Linked DNA regions of Mus musculus: region 2 is linked to region 1. Evidence: chromatin contacts called from public HiChIP or PLAC-seq data. All regions are on one chromosome and are shown on one strand. The core of a region is the stretch at or near the end of the contact, and the rest is flanking DNA. Distances in the headings are between cores, read along the strand shown.

Region 1 (3,438 bases), core at 423-2,922:
ATGAATTAAGCATTGAACAGATTGCATAAAATTAACTCTCACACATTCTTTTTTAAAGTGTGGGTGAGTGTGTGTGTGTGTGTGTGTATGAATTTATGTGCATAAGAGAACAAATTCCCCCCAAAAGTCAGAACAGGGCGTTGGGTCAGTGGAAACTGGAGTTCAGGCGGTTGTAAGTTGCCAGATAAGGATGTTGGGAACTGAACAGAGATCCTCTGCAAGAGCAGACATGCTCTTAACCACGGAGCTATTCCTCCACCTCCTGGAACACAGACTCAAGTTTAGTTTACCCAGAGGCCCCAGGTCCACACATTCTTCTGGGGACATGCACAACATTAAGACAGCAGGCTTGAATGGAGTCAGAATTGGAATTACATGACAAGATCCGACACACTCCTTAAAGGAGCTGTTCACAGGTTTGCTCATTTGCATGTATTCTGTTTCCACACTAGAAAAATCAGATGTAATTTCTCTTTTTTGGTAGATATTTTGAGCAAGTAGGAAGTGATTTTCTCCTTAGCTGAGTTGCTCTCAACAGTCAATGGCTACTGCAGCAGGGACATCACTTTTCTTCAGTAGTGTGGCCACTGATAAGTTGCCCCTGATCCCATAAATGACTCCTTACCCAGGTTCACACAAGCAACTCTAATTAAACTCAGTGGGTTTTTTTTTTTTTTAAGAACATTAAAGTAGGGGGAGGAAGAGGAGGTTTTTTAAAGGAAGAGTGGATAGTAGATTTTTTTTCAAAAGGGAATGGGGTGAATATGATCAGAATACATTATATGCGTCTATGAAATTGACAAAGCATAAATACAAAGTTAATTTAAGAGAAAGCGGTCTCTTTATCCAAGCTCTGTAACGGAGCTGAAGAGACAGCTTAGAAGCTACATTGCCTGTACCAGCCTGTGGGCTTAAGTTAGATCCCCAGGGCTCACACAAAAGGCCAGGTAAGTGGGTACACACTACACTTTTAATCCCAGCTAGGGAGGTAGAGCCAAGAGGATCCCTGGAGCTTAGTGGCCAGCCAGCCCTTAACTGCTGAGCTCCAGGCCAGTGAGAGGCCCTGCCTCAAAGAAGATGAAGCTTGAGCAACAATATATAAGGCTGCTCTGGCCTCCACCTCCACCTGCACACACATGCACAAATATACACATGAACATATACACACGCACACACAAGCATATGGAGGGGGGTAGGATAATATAATGAAAGAATAGGAGAGGTATATATTAAATGCAGAAAAGAGACTAGCTCACCCTGACAGAGACAAGGCTAATGAGGGCATCTGTCAAAAGGAGCTCTAGCCTTCTGTCCTGCTCTGTTTTTAAGACGATTAGTCACACAATATCGAAGTACGTACACAGGAGGGAAAAGCAGGCTCCCTCCGAGCATGACTGAAATGTTAACAGTGATTCATGCTGGGATTTAGGAAGTGAGTAATTGTGACTCTCCCCTTTATGGTTTTTCTCCTAGGAAGGAGATAAGGAAAGGTACAGGGAGGACTGGTTCATCGCTGCCTTGATACCCACTGGCCCTCTCAAGAATGCTGATATCCCATGACTGGAGAGATGCTTGGTGGGCAAGATCCCTGCCGTGAAATCATGAAGACCCTGGTTCTATCTCTAGCATCTATGTAAAAAAGTAATGGGTGTGATGTCATGGCATGTGTTTGTTTTATCAACACAGGGCAAGGAGGAAACAAGAGGACAACCCCCCACCCCACCCCCAGGCAGACTCACATCAGTGAGCTCCAGGTTGAGTGAGAGACCCTATCTCAAAAATAAGGTGAAGTGTGATAAAGACATCTACATCAGCTTCTGGCCTCTACATGTACACACACACAGAGACACACATACAGACACACAGACACACACACACACTTACCACATTACAAGCTTCATGAGAAACAAAAACAAAAAACAAAAAACAAAAACAAACAAGTTTCCAACAAGGCTTTTGCATCACAGAGGGTCTAAATCATCAAACGGTAACATCTTTAGGCTGGGCCTGGCACACGGAGACTCCTTGTTAAGCTAAAACTCCCTCTGGTTTCTTTGAGAACACGTGTAAATTAAGTCTGTGTAGCAATACTCCCCCAACACCACACATGCTTCCAATGCCAAGGGACACAGCTGGCAGCTCAGCTTGACGCTCTCCTCTGGGAATCTGCAGGTCTACAGGACTGTCAGGTCTCTGTGTGACCAAGTTTCTACCTCAGGTATCTGTGTTGCCTCAAGGCGACCCACAGAGAAGAATCAAGCAGAGGTTGGACTTCCCCAACAAAAGTTGAATTCTGTTCCTGCCTGAGAAGCCTTAGAGGGAGTGCAGCTTCAAGCTGGTCAAACTGGCTATGTTGTTTAGGAATTGTTAATACAAGTACTTCAAAGCCTGCTTCTATACCCTCCTGATAGGAATGAAGATATCTAAATAGACTGTCTTAGTTAGGACTATCACTGCTTCAATGAAACACCATGACCAAAGCAACTTGAGAAGGAAAGGGCTTATTCAGCTTCCACTTCCACACTATGGTTCATCAGCAAAAGAAATCAGGACAGGAACTCCAATGAGGCAGGAGCTGATGCAGAGGCCATGGAGGGGTGCTGCTTACTCGCTTGCTCTCCATGGCTTGCTTAGCCTGCTTTCTTATAGACTCCTGGACCATCAGTCCAGGGATGGTATCACCCACAATGGACTGGGCCCTCCCCTATCAATTACTAATTAAGAAAATGCCCTTCAGGCCTGACTATAGCCTGATCTGATGGAGGTAATTTCTCAATTGAGATTCCCTCCTCTCTGATGACTCCACCTTGTGTCAAGTTGACATAAAACTAGCCAGAACAGAGACACTATGCCCATCTTCACCTTGGCTACCAGACTACAGAAGAGTGGTGCCCCCAAAATTGGATTCCCACCTTCCAAAAAGGGAAAGGCTAAAACTTGTTGCCAGGCAGAGGAGGGCCTTGTCTCCCAAGAAATGTCATCAAACCATCTTGCATAAGAAACTGGAGTCCAGGCAGTAATGGGTTAGTAATGGTTGGGACCACATCATGGCTGAGACTGCTTAGCTATGCATGCCTCTTGCCCTCTATTTAAAACTAAACCTCAGATGGGCTTGAGGTGGGAAGCAACAGTGGCAGGACGTCAATTTGTTTCTCTTTCCAATGTAGCTACAGTAAATAAATCTCCCTCCTCCAGTTTTCCATGTCACTTGTCTCTTTAACTGACCTATTAAGTAAGATGCCTGGACCTAGCTTGGGTGGGTTGCCAGAGCCCAGGACCTGACCCTCTCTAACAACTTTAGAAACATGCTGGGTGGTCCCAAAAGGCATGGGTTTGTTGAGCAAAACAAACGCCTAGGACAGAACTCATTAGACATTCAAAGATTCATCAGATTCAAAATCCTTAATGAACTTCTTGCTACTTCTTTTAGAAAAGGCA
Region 2 (3,438 bases), core at 631-3,130, 130 kb after region 1:
AAGGAGTCTACAGTGAGGTCCTCACTGACAATCTAGTCTCTAGCTCTGGATTCCCAACTAGCTCCTGGGGGTTAAAGCATGAGACATGAACCAACTGCTGCTTCTAGGAGTAGGAAACACTTAAAGTAATTCACATCCACCCAATAATTTTTCAGTCTTAGCTCCCAAGAGGTAGCAGAAACTTGACGGGATTAACAGTAACATTACATTAACATTTAGTGAGCTATACCTAGGCACCAGATACTCTCACAGAACCCTCAAAATAACCCATTGCCAGAAGCCAACCATCACTACTGTGTAAACTGATACCATGTCCACTCCAAGGTGTAGTTGAGGGAAGGGTTTTATTATAGATGTGAGAGAGAGAACAATGTAGATGTGAATTCAGGTAGCTATGAGCCAGAGGCATCTGGAAGAATCCAGAACAGAGAAAGTAACAGACTAAACATAGCTAGCATACTGGATTTAGCCATGAGAGGAGAAGGCAATATAGGGGAGAGCGAAAGATGAAGACAAAGAGAAGGAAAATGAGAGGCTAAGACTAAGCAGCAATAGAATGAGAATGAGAAGCCAGGGAGGGGAGCTTCTAAGCTGAAGAAGGACCAGAGTAAGAGGCAGAAGGGGAAGAGCCAGGATGCCTGCAAGGACTCTGAAATGTGTAACAGGTACCTGTGATACTGAGAGATCTGGGGGCACTCTGGTATGCTAATGGCTACCACAGATAGCCCTTTGTCCCTTCTGCCAATGGTAGAGGAGAGCCCGGCTTCACAGTTTCCTGAGGAATGTTGACTTTTGTCTAACTGGCAGAATTTGAACCCGGCAATCTCCCTAAGCTCACAGATGAGGAAATTTAGAGAGCTGACTAATATTTGCTGACTGCCTCCAAGGTGAAGTCATAACCAGGAGCTTTACTAATGTCATTATTTACAAAACTGCACAAAAGTCCTACAAGACAGGAAGGAACGTCCTCTGGTGATACAACACAGGCTGGGACCAAACAATTTCCTCAAGGCCAAGAGGCAGAAAATGGCGAGAGCTGTCTATCCTGCCCAGAAGCCTAACTCCACACATCCAAAACTGAAAGGAGAGAGGCTGGGGACTTAGCTCCGGGGTAGAGTGCTTGCCTAGCAAGCACAAGGACCTGGGTTTGATCCTTAATATTGAAAAGAAAACTGAAGGCAAATAAATGTCACTGGAGAGTCAGGGCCAGGCCAGATGCTTCCAGCTTCTTGGGCTCTTATCCAAGGAGCTGAAAGTAAGAACTCATATAGATTTGCAAAATAACTCTATTAGGAGTGAAGGGCTACCACATGACAGTAAGTATTAGCTCATGTTTATTTTCTTGCTGTGAGTGAGGCTGCATTGAAACCACGGAACTGGACTGATCCATAGTGCCTGGAAAGAAAAGGTTAATTATAAATTTGAAGCTGGCATGTAACAATCTCTAGGGTAGTAGAGAATATTCAGGGGTATTTTGGGGGGTCCAAAGCTGCTGTGGCTACCTCTCAGGAGACAGGGAGGAGGGACTACTAACTGGCAACTGCCAGTGCTATCTCTTAGGAGCAGAGAGAAAAAGAGTGGGCGGGAGGGGGGTGATAAGGGAGTGGCCAGTTTTAAAGGGAGCATGGTAGCTGCAAGGTTAAGGGGATGAAGAACTTGTAAGCTGGAAAGGCCTGGGAGCTTAGGGCCAGAAGAGCCCAGAGGCTTTGAAACTCGCCATAGCTACAAGCTAAAAAGGACTAAAGGGGCCTGGAGGTCAGTGTAGGTTTTGATAGTAACTAGATGCCTCAGTTGCCTGAGATTGAAAGAAATAAGGGAACTAGCTCTTTGAGCCAGAGAGAAATATAGGCTCTGAGCGAGCAATGGGGGCTTTTATCTGTTTACCCAAGATCCTTCTTCATCAGCCTGAACCGAGCCTAGACTCATCTTGAGACAAGTGGCACTGCCTTTTGGGGTTTGGGACCTAACACTTACTGCTAATGTCCCTTCCCATAATGCATTTTATTTTAATTATGTACCTGCCCATCTTAAGATGACAAATAGAGGATTCTCCCTAATAGGTTACTAAATGCCACAGTTTTGTATATGTACTTCAAACCAGTTCAGGCCAGATAGGTCCTTCTGTTCTTCCTAGCTGGATATGTTAAGAATACACTTGAAAGCCAGGCGTGGTGGCGCACGCCTTTAATCCCAGCATGTGGGAGGCAGAGGCAGGTGGATTTCTAAGTTCAAGGCCAGCCTGGTCTACAGAGTGAGTTCCAGGACAGCCAGGGCTATACAGAGAAACCCTGTCTCAGGGATGGGGGGGAGGGATCTAAATTTGATTGTAACCAGGGCTGGGGAAGCTTACAACATCATTCAAAGATGTCAGTTGATGTAATCTGATGCAGGTAGGGGGCCTAGGAGTTCTGAGGTTGCTAGGTTCACTGTTTGAAGAAGTCTGTGTGTGTGTGTGTGTGTGTGTGTGTGTGTGTGTGTGTGTGTGTGTGTGTGTGTGTGCGTGTGTGTGCATAGCATGTGCAAGCAAAGGCTTGGACTATTAAGTGCATTATTACAAGGGCAGGTGTGTATGACCCCAACCAAATAGGCATTCCAAGCTAAGCTACCTCCAGTGCTTGCATGCCTCATCAGGACCAAAGCCAGGCTCTTTGTCCGTTCGATCTCTTAGACTACTCTCCCTGAAATACCAAATAGGGACCTTCAGATGAGTTTTCTTGGCCAAGCAATGCCCTATAGACATTTGAATCATTTCTGGAGCAGAGGGGCCCCATGTTATACATCACTGAAAATTCCCCAACTCAACTGCCATTCTGCAGGTACTCCTGTGACTGAAACGTGTCACTAAACCTTTCTTTCTCACAACACCAAGTAACTGTCTCCTCTTTTAGGAATGCCATCGGAGACCACCATGGCCATTTGCTCCATGATCATGGGTGGGGTGTTTGAGAAGTTTCCCAAACTCAAAGTGTGCTTCGCACACGGAGGTGAGACCCTATTTGTATCAGTTCATACCGGCCTAAGGAAATGCCTCAGTGACTTAAGGCTACATCTTCTCACGGCTGAGCCTGGCAACCTAAGAGCATAGTACTGATGGGGTTGGATTCTGGGGAGAGCTCCCTCCTAGCACATGGATGGCCACCTTCTCCCTGTGTTCTCATGTGACTCTTCCCTGTGAATACATGAGTGAGGAGAGGATAGAGGACAGTATTTGAAGAAGAGAAATGGTTCTGGTCTTTTCTTTTGTGTGCATGGTTAACATGTTTATTTGTATATGTGTGTGTGTGTGGAGGCCAAGGACAATGTTGGGTATTGTTCCCCGGTACCATCTGCCTTTTTTGTTTTTTTTTTTTTTGTTTTTTGTTTTTTTAAACAAGGTCTTTCAGCTAGGTGACGGTGACACATGCCCTTGATCCCAGCTCACCTGGTTATTTTCTTACT

Evidence for each region. HiChIP or PLAC-seq counts read pairs in DNA pulled down with a chosen protein or histone mark.
Region 2: a FOXA1 HiChIP or PLAC-seq map of pancreatic cancer cells shows a contact between it and region 1. The contact joins two enhancer-like sites. A contact is called at or near these places in 1 of 484 Hi-C or Micro-C datasets (pancreatic cancer cells), 1 of 115 datasets of contacts at active chromatin or transcription factors (pancreatic cancer cells) and 1 of 9 other capture datasets (pancreatic islet).

The regions. Positions count from the first base shown.
Region 1 is chr1:127,621,164-127,624,601 of GRCm38.p6, forward strand. The region is part of intron 2 of Tmem163 (transmembrane protein 163); the gene reads right to left. Among named protein-coding and RNA genes, the nearest start is that of Tmem163, 55 kb to the right of the region's middle. Within about 2 kb of position 1,673, at least 15 of the 459 cell types and tissues checked have an H3K27ac peak or open chromatin away from gene starts, as enhancers often do. A contact at or near this core is called in pancreatic cancer cells, where this site is marked.
Region 2 is chr1:127,755,116-127,758,553 of GRCm38.p6, forward strand. It overlaps Acmsd (amino carboxymuconate semialdehyde decarboxylase), which reads left to right. Exons shown (of 10, transcript NM_001033041.2): 7 at 2,889-2,984. All of the region lies in intron 1 of 2900009J06Rik (RIKEN cDNA 2900009J06 gene), which reads right to left. Among named protein-coding and RNA genes, the nearest start is that of 2900009J06Rik, 17 kb to the right of the region's middle. Within about 2 kb of position 1,881, at least 36 of the 459 cell types and tissues checked have an H3K27ac peak or open chromatin away from gene starts, as enhancers often do. A contact at or near this core is called in pancreatic cancer cells, where this site is marked.